Linked DNA regions of Gossypium hirsutum: region 1 is linked to region 2. Evidence: chromatin contacts called from public Hi-C data. All regions are on one chromosome and are shown on one strand. The core of a region is the stretch at or near the end of the contact, and the rest is flanking DNA. Distances in the headings are between cores, read along the strand shown.

Evidence for each region. Hi-C and Micro-C count contacts between places; a contact is called where the count stands out from the background.
Region 1: a contact with region 2 is called in a Hi-C map of leaf, with 2.3 times the contacts expected there. The contact joins the promoter of LOC107904430 here to the promoter of LOC121229067 in region 2. A contact is called at or near these places in 5 of 34 Hi-C or Micro-C datasets (callus, hypocotyl and leaf).

Annotation. Positions count from the first base shown.
Region 1 is chrA05:33,392,738-33,395,691 of Gossypium_hirsutum_v2.1, forward strand. LOC107904430 (30S ribosomal protein S6) reads left to right here and starts at 1,367. Exons shown (of 4, transcript XM_016830813.2): 1 at 1,367-1,562; 2 at 2,344-2,416; 3 at 2,527-2,740. The coding sequence starts at 2,558.
Region 2 is chrA05:33,250,378-33,253,519 of Gossypium_hirsutum_v2.1, forward strand. It overlaps LOC121229067 (GATA zinc finger domain-containing protein 24), which reads right to left and starts at 1,629. Exons shown (of 4, transcript XM_041112247.1): 1 at 1,227-1,629; 2 at 621-735. The coding sequence starts at 1,557.

The DNA.
Region 1 (2,954 bases), core at 117-2,616, 140 kb after region 2:
TCCACAAGGCGGATGAGATTTTCTCCATCAATACCTCCTGTAATACCGTATTCGCTAGGCACAACTGGATTTCAGACAAAGCCTTTTCATCAAGTTCTTCCCATTTTGTTTTATTTAGATTCTCAGGCTTTTTCCCGATAACAACCTTTTTCAAGCCTGATTGAACTAGAATTTCCATCATCCGAACTTGCCACATATTGAAATTTGTCTCACCATCGAACTTCTCAATGTTAAACCTTGTTGTTGCCATCTCTGAACAGGCTGATTTATGAAAACTGAACTAGCTCTGATACCACTTGTTAGGACTTCGACCCGATTAAGCAACGAACAAGAAAATAGCGGAATAAATTGAGAAATTAAACATACAGATTTAACGTGGAAAAACCCCTTCAAAGAGGATAAAAAACCACAGGCAAAGATAATTTTACTATAATGGCAAAAGAACGAAGAGGGCAAAAGATAGAGATAAAAATTAAACCCCGAAAACAAAGAACCCACAAAACGTAAACACAAAATTCGAAATAGAGTTTAACTGAAAGATGATTTCTCAAATTTGACTGAAAATAGGAGTCATATTTAACACTTAGTTTGAAATCAGTTCAATTTTTTTTAAAGGGTTGGTGGGTTTTGTACTAAGTTAAAGAAATGCCTCCATATGATTGTATGCTTTTTTGATAAAATGAATCCTTTACTTCTAATTTGACAAGAAAAATGGTATTGATGTTATTCCTCATATTACCAAAATTTGATATTATTGATATATTTTTATTATTTAGTCTGATGCTTTTGAGGCAGTTAAGGACATTCAAGAGGGTCTCGTGGAGGGCTCTAACTTTGCTCTAGTCAGGAGAATCCATCATCTGTTGTTATGATTTGATCACTGGAGTATTTGCCACATAAGAGAGAAGACAATCAGGATGCTGATAGATCGGTAAAGATGGCACATGAAAGAAGCTACAAGTTGCATATATTCGAGGATTCCCCATTTGGAGAAGGTCATAGGGCTATGTAGTTAGTTTTTTATTTTACTTGTCACAAAAAAAACCTTAACCAAATGTTCCCTAATTTCTTTTAAAAACATATTTATTTCTCCTTTGAATGAATAATTTTTTCTATAAATCTAACTTAATATACTCCCAATTTAAAAAACTTTTGCATCAAAATGAAAAGTAAATGCGATATTAGAAACTAAAGATGCATGAATAAAAAAATTAAGTACTTAACTCAAACTAAGGGCATAGTTTGAGGACCAACTATTAAATTAAGGCAAAGAAAGAAATCAAAGCTCGGGTTGGGGATAGCCCGACTTTGGACGGTCTAGTCACCATATCGGCCACGTGTAAGCAACAAGCCCTCCTCAAAGCCCACTTCAAATCTCAACCGTTGATCTGACAATCCGTAAAAAACAATTCCAAAACCCTAAAATTTATCTATATAAATACAAATCAATTGTGGCTGTTAGGGTTTCCAATTTGCAACACTATCCGGCACTTCCTTTCTTCCGTAATCTTACTTTCAGATTTCAGTCTCAGTAAAGCTGTTTTTGCACCAGCCAAAATGGGGTTAGTTTTCCTTTCTAAACCTTTTTTTTTTTTAATTTTTACAAAACGTTATTGTTTGTTCGTTTCCATTTATTCCTTTCTAAACTTTCTAAACAATGATAGCTTTGTGAATCATTTTTGCGATCGCCGTTTGTTTATTCCAGTAAAGTAGTACGTAAGATCCAGTTTATATGATTAGATGATTTGTGGGTCAAAGATTTCTTTTCCCATATGCTTCTGGGTGTTTTGGTTGGTGAGGAAACTGTGGAATTTGTGGGTGAGAATGTCTTCAAGTACCTGTTTGGTTGATGGGAAAACTGTGGAAGAAGGAATGGTATGTGAAAAATTAGGGTAGTATGTGGGGTTATGGCTGTTGGTCATGATTTTAAACTTGTTAAAAAAAATGATTGATGACCTTCTACACCAATGGGTATCTTTTAGATTTTATTTCTGTGATGCTTCCTTGTCTTGAAGATTGCTGTTCTAGGGAATTTGCATTTTCGTTTTGGTGATTTGGGGTTGGTTCTGAAAATTTCAAAAATTTTACTTGAGCATTAGTGATTGCTTCTGTTTTTGGTTATTTATTTGGTTCATAAGTTGGAAAATCGCAATTATTCTAATCGAACTGAACTTTATACATTTTTAAAATATTTCATAGTATTTAATTGTTTACATTATAGAAAATAAGTATTTTATTTCTAAATTGGTGAAAAAGAACTTCAAAATGCTATAGAAAAAAAAAAGGAGAGATAATTTAAATTACTAAACCAATGGACTAAAGTGTAGATTTCCGTTGGATCAGTTCAGTTATATACTCTTTCTCAGAGTAAGGGCTTTTGTTCCAAGTGGTTTACTGCTTCAGCCTTCAGCTTCAGGTATTTTTTTCAATTAAATTTATGGTGGGATTTTGTTCTATTGATGGCATTGATTATTCGATTCAACCTCAGTCTGAAATCAGTTCCATTTTTTTTGTTTTTTTTTAAAGGGTTGGTGGGTTTTTGTACTGAGTTAAAGAAATGCCTCTATATGATTGTGTGCTTTTATTGAAGCCCCATGTGAAGAAGGAGGGGCTCATCGATTTGGTAGCACGTGTAGGTAGACATGTTTATAGCAGAAATGGGGTTCTCACTGAGCTCAAATCATTTGGCACCGTTCAATTAGGTTATGGTATCAGGAAGCTCTCCGGAAGATACTACCAGGTCAGAAAAATGTTACTTTTTGTTCATATTTATTGTTTGATCTTGCTAAAACTTTGTTTTTATTGTTGGGTTTTGCCTTTTTTCCCCTCTGAAGTTTATCTTGCTTTGATTTGGAGTTGCTTCCATTATTGTTGTTATTGAACTTTGAAATGGAAGCTTTGCTTTATCTTAAATAACATGTTGATTGTCAATGGCCAGTTTATGAGACTATGTG
Region 2 (3,142 bases), core at 379-2,878:
TTATGTCCCAGGCTTCGTAGTGAAAAGCCATTTTCTGAGTTGTGAAAGAAACTTGGATCAGCAAGTATCATGACTTAATTGGAAACGGATGTTATACAACATGACAAAACACAGGCATCTAAGGCAAAACTCTTAAGAGGGAACAACAGTCTTTCAGTCTCATCACACTCTGTCTCCTTCAAGACTCAATTACGAAAGGGAAGTGGAGAATATATGAATGAAAATGAATACAAAAAGACCATTGTAATCAATGAAACAGTTACTTCAGGCTTTTTTCTTTCTACTATCTACTATTCGAATATATGGCCAAGGTATCAAATGTACAACTATTTGGTACATTTTATTGATCAAAATTTTGGATTCATAATCTTATAGCCGTTGCCTGAAAGCTAACCACCAAAAGGGTTGAGATCAAAAGATCAAGATCACTTCCATCATCTATTTAATATTTTACAATTACATAAAAGTGACAACATTACAACAATGAAATCCCATTTCACCGCATCAATGTCTAACATACCATGCACATTTTGAGTATCCTTTGCCTTCTAAAGTCATGAAAGACTAAAATTTATCCAAAGACCATCAATAAATGCACAAACTGATGAAAAGAAAACCACCTTAAGCTGGGAGTCCTCGTTTCAAAAAGGCTACTCAAAGGCTCCGCAACTTCCTTCCCTTTACTCTTCTTTTTCTTAGCAGTGCGTCTCCTGTAAACTGTACAAGGCTCAAAATCTGCACAATCACAAATACATAAGATCAAAGCTATAATGTACAATCTGTTCGGCCCAAAATAAATGCACAATCCAGAAAACTAGGGACAAAGAAGAAGTTGAGAAGACAGTTCTACGGCATAGAATGCATTTCACATATAATTTCTAAAATTAAGCGCTTCCATAGATCAGTAACATAAATCGAATTCACAGAATTACAGTTTAGAGTCTAGATAACTTCACAAAATTCCACAGCACGGAATGCATTGTAACTAAAATATCTATAGCGTTATCTTAGAAGAAAATCTATATAGCTCAAACTGAACCAACAAAGTTCTATCGTCGCAAAATGTTATCAATTCATTAGCATTAAAACAAAAAATAACATTCTCCAGAACCTGAAAACCCAAATTCAAGAAGTAAAAACCCTAGACAATCCATAAACCCAAAGATCAAATCCCACTTTAAAAAATCCAACCAAAACCCAGAAATAAGCGAGACCCATCAAAATACCCGAAACGGAAGGTGTTTTTGACGGCGGAGACGGCTTGGAGCTAGGATTTGCATTGTCACTCGGACAAATTTCATTTTCCTTCTTGTCATTGTTATTATTATTTATATTTTTGGTGGAGTCAGTGGGAGTAAGCTTAGAGGTGCGCTTAAGGCTGGTATTGGGGTTGCTAGGAAGGGATTTAAGATCCGAAGGGTGCGAAGATTTGATTTGGGTTTTGATAGAAGCAGAGGAGGATTGTGAAAAAGGAAGAGAGGATGGGATTGTATTGGTGAGATCAGTGAGGGGTTTCCTGTTGCTGGCTTTTCTTCTTGGTTTTGTTGTTTCTTCCATATTTACTGGGATTTGCAGAGAATTCTAAGCTCTAGAAGGATGGAGTGATGAATCTGGTTTGGGGTTAGCGGGAAAATTCTGTTTTTTTGTTTTGTAGTTGGGCCATGAAACATCAACCAAACCTTGGGTTTTCATTTTTTGTTCAAATTGGGCCCTTTACCAAACTTGGATTCCCCTAATTCAAATTTGGTCTATGATATGTGCTCTCCAATTTTCATTTTTTATTTTGTTTAGCTTCCTTTCCAAAACTCTGAATTTACTTATTTTAAAAAAAAAATATTTTTTGCCGGATTAAACTCGATCAAGTCGGTCAATCCAATTGACTAAATCGAAAATTAATTAATAGAATTGTTGAGTTAGATTTAAGTAAATTATTTGAAATCGAGAAGTGAATCTAGTTAAATTAATTGATGGAGATTAAACCAGTCGATAGATGGAATTAGAATAATTATGAGTTTTGTAAATAGATTTAAAAGAGTAAAAGTATTATACCAATAAAGAAAGGGGTTGAAGAGTTTAGTTAGTGTGGTTGTAATTACAGCAGAATATGTTTTGTGAAGGAAGTGTAATAGGAATAGCGAGGAAAATCCTTGATTTGGATCTTAAAATCATTAGGTTGGTGTAAGCATATGATGTTCCAATATAAATCAAAATCTTCACCAGGATGGTATTTTATAAGTTAATGCAGGAAAAACATGTGCTTAGAACCCAATTTCTGTAGAGGATGCCATTTACTTCATTTCTATCTTATTCAAATAAATTATGCTACGTTTTATTTTATACAAACAACTTAATAGTTGGGGTGATATTTATAATAATAATGATTATTATGTTAAAGTATGTCACAAGTCTATGTACTTTTTAAAAGTTAAGAATTTAGTCTTTGTACTTATATTTCATGAAATTTAATTTCTCTTACTTTTTACATTTTAAAATTTAGATTCAAATGTTAACACTGTTTTTTTTTTGTTAAATTCATTGCTGTGATAATTTTCAAATAAAAAAATATTCACTCGGTAGTCATGTAATTAAAAAAATGAGTTTGTAACTAATTTAAATTTAACAAACAAGCATAAAAAAGTTAATGGTTGAACTTGAATTTTGAAATCTAAACAGTAAAGAGATTAAATTCCTTAAAATAAAAGTATAAGGACTAAATTTCTAATTTTTAAAAAGAACAAAAATTAAGGCTCATTTTAACTTTTTTATTTTTTCCTTGAAACTGTTTTGTTGAATGTACAAGGAATGCCAAGAGATCCAAGAAAAGCAGGGAAATTATCTCCTAAATTCAAATTGAACAAGTTTCACTTCGACTTTATTTTACATATGTTTAGATAGGGGCACAAAAATATAACCTAGCATGGTATTGATTATTGAAGTATGGAGAGTTTTATTAAATGACTCCACTTGATTTATTAACATAAACCTGTATGGATAGAGATTTTATTTAAGATAAAACAATTTTGGACCAATTCAAGCCCGATCTTCCGAATAAAAAATTGATCAATCCAAACTTGGATTAACTTCGAAGCCGATCAAACAATAGGCAAAGAGGCAGGGGAACCTTTAGATTTCATTAAGGCTT